Regions from separate parts of the Mus musculus genome. Here region 1 is linked to region 2. The links are chromatin contacts, called in public promoter capture Hi-C maps. All regions are on one chromosome and are shown on one strand. The core of a region is the stretch at or near the end of the contact, and the rest is flanking DNA. Distances in the headings are between cores, read along the strand shown. Region 1 overlaps 9530026P05Rik (RIKEN cDNA 9530026P05 gene). Region 2 overlaps Adamts9 (a disintegrin-like and metallopeptidase (reprolysin type) with thrombospondin type 1 motif, 9).

Region 1 (3,820 bases), core at 707-3,206, 140 kb before region 2:
AACCTACTAACACCGCTTCCCTAAAGCAGTCTAATTCCTAGTTGCATTCTAAATACCTAGCTCTGGCCTTCATCAAAGACGTTTTCTTCCAGAGCAGACAGAAATCATAGAAACTGCAAGTGCAGAGAACAACTAACTTTGGGTAGCCAGCCCAATTGATACATCTACACTAACTCTTTGTTTGTTTGTTTTTCAGTTTTTCAGGATGGGGTTTCTCCTTGTGACGCTGGTTGTAATGGAACTTGCTCTATAGCTCAGGCTGGCCTCAAGTTCAGAGATCCACCTGCCTCTGCATCCAGGGCTCTGGGATTAAAGAAATGCACCAGCAAGTCTAGCTGTTCTATGGAACATTTTTTTAAATTAATTAATCTGTGTATTTACTTTACATCCCAACTTCAGTCCCCCCCCCCACACACACACTTCTCCTTCCAGTTCTTCCTAGCCCTCCATCGACTCCTCCTTCCTGTCTCTTCAGAAAAGGGAAGGTCTTTCATTGATATCAACCAGCCTTGGCACATCAAGTTACAATAAGACTGGGCACATCACATCTTGCATCTTGTCCTACTGAGTCTAGATGACACAGCCAGTAGGGGGAAAGGGTCCCAGAGGCTGGCATTAGAGTCAGAGACAGTGCCTGTCCCCTCTGTTAGGAGATTCACTGTATGACAACTCTTATAAGGCTCAGGAAACATAGTGTAAGTAGGAGTTAAAGATTATAGGGCCAGAGGACCAGAGGACCAGAGAACCAGGAAGTCTGTTCCAAGGTTGAGTCTTACAGGGAAACTATGCCCATGAAATCTCTACAATTTAGCTGCTTCAACCAGAACAATGTTGACATACCAACATGGATGAAGGAAATCACATGGGGACACTCCTCCCCACCATCACCAGATGAAGAACTACAGGCAATTAAAAGCTACTGAGAGGAAAAGAATTAGTCTTTTTAGAGATGAACCCCCTAAATGATTACTCAATCCCAAATGATCAGTATCATTTAAAAAGAAAAGAAAAGAAAAGAAAAGAAAAGAAAAGAAAAGAAAAGAAAAGAAAAGAAAACCATGCAACTGTAAAAGAACTCAACAGGCTGCATTTCATATATGTATATGCATGCATATATTTATACATATTACATATATTGATATATTTGAATAAGAGCATGAATTTTAAGGGGAGTGGAAGGACTTATGGACGAGTTTGGAAGATGAACAGGGAAGGGCAAAAAGATAATTAAATAAGAAAAAAAGGAATAAACTCAGAGAACAAAACACAGTTCCCCTTCCCTGATCTGCAGCCATCATACATCTGTGGTGGAAATTGACATCAAACCTGGCAAACACCCTTGGTAGGACAGCTAGAACAAAAAGGATGGTCTAATTCAAATGAGGTTTGTTCCCCTCCCAGTACTGGAGGCTGCAAGTCCAGAATCAAGGTGTCATGGGTGTTAGTTTGATGTCTTGGGCTTGTAGACGGCTGCCTCGTGATCCATCAAGTCTGGCCTCACTGCGTTTGTTTCTAAATGGTCTCTTCCTGTGAACTTTGGTGATCATGGAGGAGGCCCGCTTTCGTGTCCTTATTTTACCTTAATCTCTTCTTTGAAGGCTATGTCTCCAAATACTGTCACACTATGTGATCTCGGGAGTCCTAATTCAGCATGTGAATATTGAGCAGATACATCAAGCCCTTCACACCTGTGCATGGCTCTCAATGAGGAGACCCACCCACCCCCATGTGTGCCTCTACTTTCTCACCCCTGCTAGGATGATTCGCAGGCAAACTCCCCATTCAGAAGGAAAAGAAAGAAAAGGAAAACAGATGTGCCATCTCTCTGACACTCCCCAGCCTCCAATGCCAAGGGAACAACGATTGAGGTTATTTTCCCCATTTGAAGTATCAGATCACTACTGCTTTGGGCAGGTTTTCAAATCTTGGGCAACATTTTAGGAGAGCAAGACCCATAACTTTTGCACTACATTCCTTTAAGAAATAGCCTAGCTTATACTGCAGTGTCAAGAAAGAAGCAAAAGGGGAGGGTGGGATGAAAATAATACGCTCCTGGAAACAGGCTCTAGCATAGCCTTGAGGCCATTCTTGTCAACCAGGCTCCTGACACCTGAGCCTCGGGAACATTGTCCAGGGCTGGCCACGGGCAGGTCTGTCCCGCTTGGGCCTCAGACCAAAAATAAACCCTCCTTTCTTCTTTGTACCTGATTACAGCCTTTCTTACTAAATCTAAACAGCTCGAGACTGCCCTGAAAGGTATCCTCGAGAGAAAAAATTTTAATTACGTGAAATAAAGCACTTAACTCTGTAAAGATCTTGTTTAAAATGAGCCACCAAAATTTCTCCATAGGAAAGAAGTCGAAGCCCAGCGGAGACGTCTCTTCTCCGAGGGTTCTTCTTTGAAAGACATGGCCGCCGCTGGCTCCTTTGTTCTTTGAATTTTGCTGGGGACCCAGAGGAGAGGTTTTGTATCCCTCCCCATATCTTTTTGTGAAATCTAATCCTGTTTTCCTAAAGGTTGCCTCCTGTTCAGTTTGCTGCGCAGGTGGGGGTGGAAGGCTGCCGTTTAGCCCAGCATGGAGCTCTCTTGAGCTTATTACACGGGGCTGCTGAAAAAAGTCTGTCTCCCTGCAAGGGCCCAGGCTCCCGGCAGAAATATCCGCTTTCTCTATGACATGTTATGGTAAATACAATACCAGAAGATTATTGTATTTGAGATGAAGTAACTGATTCTGAATTTTCTTTCTGTGCCAAAATGAAAACAAAAGATAACTCAATATCCTGATGGGAGCACAGAAAGACCTTCTTTTTACCTTTCTTTCGGATGGTGATTACTAGAAATTGACGATTCTGGGTCTTTGTGTGTGTTGTTGCCCAGGGCAGGCCACCTGCTTGGTCAGGAGCCTGCCAGTTGTGGACCATTCCTTGGGACAGAGCAAAGGAAACAATGCCTTACTACTTTCATCTTAAGGTTATTTCATTGTTAGAGAAGAAAGATTGTTATATCAGACCAGACTTGGTTATTTTACCCATCCCTCCTCTAGGGCTGGTACTCTACTGACCGCACAGTGTGCACCTTGCAAGAAAACATCACTGTCATTTTTTAATAGATGCATTCATGGAAATCTCTAGAAAATCAACTCATCGACCTGACAGTGTGAGTCACTAAGACCAGTTTTCACAATCTGAAATGTATGACTGGCCTGTGTTCTCCTCTAGAATGTAATTCTATGAGGTTGGATTGGTTGACTAAAGAATTGAAGGAACGATTGAAATTAAAATACAGCCTGTGGCTGCCTAGGTCTTGTGTATATATCTCATATCTTAACTATATGACCATGAAGGGTTTTTTTTCCGAATGATGCCTGTGCCCCTTATATCATGTCAAGAATTTTATTTTCCATTTTTCATCTTTGAAAGAAGATTGGCCAGGTTGGAGAGATGGCTCAGCAGTTAAGAACACTGACTGTTCTTCCAGAGGTCCTGAGTTCAATTCCCAGGAAGCACATGGTGGCTCACAACCATCTGTAATAGGGTCCCATGCACTCTTCTGGTGTGTGTCTGAAAACAGCTACAGTGTACTCATATAAATAAAAATAAATAAAATGAAGGAAAGAAAGAGAAAGAGAGAGAGAGAGAGAGAGAGAGAGAGAGAGAGAGAGAAAGGAAGGAAGAAAGGAAGGAAGGAAGGAAGAAAAGAAGGAAGGAAAGATTAGCCACTGTGTTCAGAGAGGGTGTTCTGAGTTCCTGACTCATGGATGACCATCCATCCTGGCTTGTCCAAAACTCACAAGGCCGGGATATAGGCTGGGAGGGTGGG
Region 2 (4,092 bases), core at 811-3,310:
TCAAAAATGACAAAGAGAGAAGCAGAGTACATTTTCAGCTAAGGGGCAATGTGGGCTTTTATTTATATGATTGTATCTATTCTTTACAATGCCTTCCCTTTCCAAAGTGTGGAAGAGGCTGTAAAAAAGCATTGATATCAGAACTATTAGCACTGCCTAGCCACTCTTCCTGTTAGAAGGATGAATGATATGAGGACTCTGAAAGAGTCTTGAAGGCATTTCTCTGTGACCCTTGCTTCTAGGTATTCTCATAGGGAGGTAGACTGAATATTACCCAGCTTACCCAGCTCTTTATCTAGTCTAAGGATTAACATGCTGATCATGGAGTTGTACTTAAAACCTAACTCTACTGCTTCGCAGTTTTGTGGCCCTGGGTAAGTAATGTCACTCTTAGGCCCTCAGCTCCTTCCTTTATGTAAAGGGCCCCTAATAATACGTAAGCCACTGTTTCTTTGGGATTAAAGGAGAAATGCTAATGTATTTTAGTCCAGTGCCTGGTTCATATTAACAATTAATTAAGAGATGCCTAATCTAGTGGAGATGCCTAATCTAGTGGTTAGTAATTATGGTCAAAGTTCCTCTTTGGGTAACCTCTTTTGAATCTTCACTTATGTCAGATTAGTTCAGCACTAGAACTGAGAGATTCTGAGGGGCTCTTTCTTTATATAGTATGTAGTTTATGATGCTATTCTATGATGGCTGTAGCTTATGTGTGTTTGTTTCATAAATATGTTTTGACTAGCTATAGTGTACAGAGAAATAAATAAATATATGCTAACTGGAGCTACATCTACTGTCTTTTTCCATCATCCACATAGTTCTCTAGGCCTACCATTCATCAGTATTTTAAACTGGAACCCCAATTCTATAGCCTTGTCTTTACATTGTTTTTCATGGGCCTTTTGCCTTCCCCAGTGTTGTGACACTTTTGCCCTGTTCATTTCATGTCTCTCTGTATTGGCAAAGACAGGCCTGAGCCTTGCAAATGGCCTTGCATCCTCTCTGATGGCATACTTTACGGGTGACATTTAACTTTATTTTGTTAAAGGCAAAATGAAAGAAGAATCCAGAAAAGCTTCTTGCTTGAAATTAATGATTTAGGTATCATTTGCAAATTCTGTAGAATCAGAAGAGAAAGACTTTGAGAAGTAATAAATACAGTGTCTAAATAGAGCTCCATCCATCTACCTCAGTATGATGTTAGCCATCTGACTGCCAGAGTCATTTAGAAGAATCTCTCTTTTTTGCTAATAGGCCCCAGTACATGACATTCTCTTGGACTTTCAATCCTTGTTATTTTCTACCTGCAAGTAATCAATCCTGGGCTTAGACGTGTATGCTAGTTGATCAGGATCCCTCACTACACATTTCACATAGACACAACCTCATCTGTCGAGACTACACATCATCTAGGCAGACACTAGACAAGGGCTGTCATCTTAGACCACCCACCAACGCACATCTTTCAGACATCTGGTACAGTTCGACCAGTCCTGGCCTACATTCTTCCAGAGCTAGAAGCTTCAAGTCCCACCAAGATGCTTCCTACTAGCCATATTCCATGAGCACACCTGCCCCCCTCCTCTTCTTACCTCCGTATTCCCCTCTTCTTCCTTCCGAGTTCTTTGTGATGCACTTGCTAAGCCCATACAGAACTTCGTCATCATAGAGATGTCCATATCCTCAGCAGTGCCACAGCCCAGAGAACTCATTCCCTTCGCTATTGAGTCCTTCTCCATCAGACATATACACCAGGGTTGTTTGCAGACTTCTTGATGGCTAAGGAAACATGACCCTTAGCATAAGTGAAAAGACAAATGCCAGGATCCTTCAAGACCAGGGCCACCAGACCACATCCATCCTCACGTCTAGAGCTACTTCTCCAGAGAGCTTAAGCCTTTGGGGAGAAACTAAGAGCACACTGCCTTCATCTTGAGTTTCCTTCCCACCAGCTGAGTTGAAATGCAGGAATTTCACATTTTTAGACGTTAGTGAGTGCAAAGCGTCAGCACTTCTAACCACAGCCCAGCTTCTAGCATGCCCTTTGAATGGCCTCACAGAAACAAAAGCTTGAAATCTCAGGCATTCCGACTGGCTGACCTTGGTGTTTCTAAGTATCAAGCAATGATAATGCTGTTTGGAGGCTTGCTTAAATTTGGGGTGGGGGTTGGGGCAAGGAAGAATCAGTCTCCTAGCTATGTTGAGTCATTTCCCAAGAGAAAAAAAAAAGTCAGCATTCCTGGCAAACTAGGAGGCTATTTCGGCTGCAAATGTAAGGAATTAAATGTTCCCAGGAGCAAGAACTTTGAGATACGTAGCCAATAAATAACAAGTACTAGATGACATACTAAGATGACATACTAAGTATAAATACCGTGTGTTGGTGACGCAGGTTGATGTAAATGTCATTTTTTGCCCTGGAAAAGGTGAAATGATCAGACAGAATTTTTCCTCGGAATGTAAGAGCTGGAACCTGTGTTTATTTGATTATCACAGTGACAGCTCCTTTACAAAGTCACACTAGACCCATTAGTGAGCCTGGTAGATTTGAGTATTTTTACCAACAGCTGATTTTCTTCAATGGTAATTTAGAAAACATTGAATGAAGAGTGTTTTGCTGTCAGATGAGATTTCGTGAGGATTTCCAAATCACTTTGAGATCTTAATAATCCCAGACAACTAACATGTGTGGTGAATCATGCTAAAGTAGCACTTTTTTTTCTTTCACCACTTCTATTCAAATCCCATCCAAAGTAAATGCGCATGGAGATGAAGGGGGGCAGCTAATCTATATATTGAAGGCATAGTATTTAGAACTTAGTTTGTTCATCACTGGCTCATTGGCAATGACGTTAGTGCCAAACCTCGCATGAGTCATTGACAGCAAAATTCTTGATTACTTTTGTTTTTTCACTGCACTGTCATTGTTCCCAGTAGAAGTATATCTTACTTGTATTGGAGCAGCGTGTGTGAAACACAACTCAAGGCTTTGTGGTTGCACTGTTTTACAGATAGCACGACTTATCTCCAGTAACAGCACCTATCTCTATTATCAAAGTGTATTGGGAGGTTGGGATAGCTGAACTATACAAGCTTTAAGGATGATAACCTCTTAGGGCAGTGTCTGGCACATAGTGAATGTGAGAACGTTGAAGCTTTTCTAATTCTGACTCTATAGATCATTACCAACGTTTAGACCCTGTCTTCTGATGACCCTGGCAGATTATTAACTCTCATGAAGTCTCTTTGCCCGCTTCACATTGAGGTATAGCTTGTTTACAGTTTGCACACTGAACTGACTATTCCTAAGGATGTATTTGCACTAATTTCACCCATGTTTATTTGATGAGCATTAAAAAACTAGATTGTTTTTAAACTCTAGCCAAGCAAATGTTACCACCTACTATTAATATGCTTTCTGTCAGACTTATTTCCTACAAATAAAAACACCCTTGACTCCCAGTGGTATTTTTCCTGCCAGTGGGTACCATCTTTAAAATGGAAACGAATATTATCACCATCTGTTCAGCTGCCCAAACCAGAAATCTGATTGTCATCTTTTGCCCTCTTCCCTTCATGCTACAGCTAACCCATAAGGTACTATCATTTTTATTTTTTTTCAAAAAGGTACAATCTTAACCTACCAACTTTCTCCACCCAAACCTTCTATCCCAGTGGTTCACAACCTTCCTAATGCTGTGACCCTTTCATACAGTTCCTCATGTTGTGATGACCCCAACCATAAAATCATTTTGGTTGCTACTTCAAAACTATAATTTTGCTACTGCTGTGAATCATAATGTAAATGTATGATATATGTGAAAGGGTCAGTCGACCCACAAAAGGATCACAACCTACATGTTAAGAGCCTCTGTTCTAGCCGGGCATGGTGGCGCACGCCTTTAATCCCAGCACTCAGGAGGCAGAGGCAGGCGAATCTCTGAGTTCGAGGCCAGCCTGGTCTACAGAGTGAGTTCCAGGACAGCCAGGGCTATACAGAGAAACCCTGTCTCGAAAAACAAAACAAAAAAAAAAAAAAAAAAAAAAAAAAAAAAAACCTCTGTTCTATGTATTCATCCAAGCCACTGCCAC

Evidence for each region. Capture Hi-C pulls out chosen DNA fragments and counts their contacts.
Region 1: a promoter capture Hi-C map of adipose tissue shows a contact between it and region 2. The contact joins two enhancer-like sites. A contact is called at or near these places in 5 of 39 promoter capture datasets (embryonic stem cells, frontonasal cranial neural crest, hematopoietic stem and progenitor cells and 2 more) and 1 of 9 other capture datasets (adipose tissue).

Annotation. Positions count from the first base shown.
Region 1 is chr6:92,961,242-92,965,061 of GRCm38.p6, reverse strand. All of the region lies in intron 1 of 9530026P05Rik (RIKEN cDNA 9530026P05 gene), which reads right to left. Among named protein-coding and RNA genes, the nearest start is that of Adamts9, 20 kb to the right of the region's middle. Within about 2 kb of position 1,956, at least 8 of the 459 cell types and tissues checked have an H3K27ac peak or open chromatin away from gene starts, as enhancers often do. A contact at or near this core is called in adipose tissue, where this site is marked.
Region 2 is chr6:92,825,604-92,829,695 of GRCm38.p6, reverse strand. The region is part of intron 28 of Adamts9 (a disintegrin-like and metallopeptidase (reprolysin type) with thrombospondin type 1 motif, 9); the gene reads left to right. A730049H05Rik (RIKEN cDNA A730049H05 gene) reads right to left here. Exons shown (of 5, transcript NR_169152.1): 2 at 1,593-1,779. Among named protein-coding and RNA genes, the nearest start is that of A730049H05Rik, 11 kb to the right of the region's middle. Within about 2 kb of position 2,060, at least 38 of the 459 cell types and tissues checked have an H3K27ac peak or open chromatin away from gene starts, as enhancers often do. A contact at or near this core is called in adipose tissue, where this site is marked.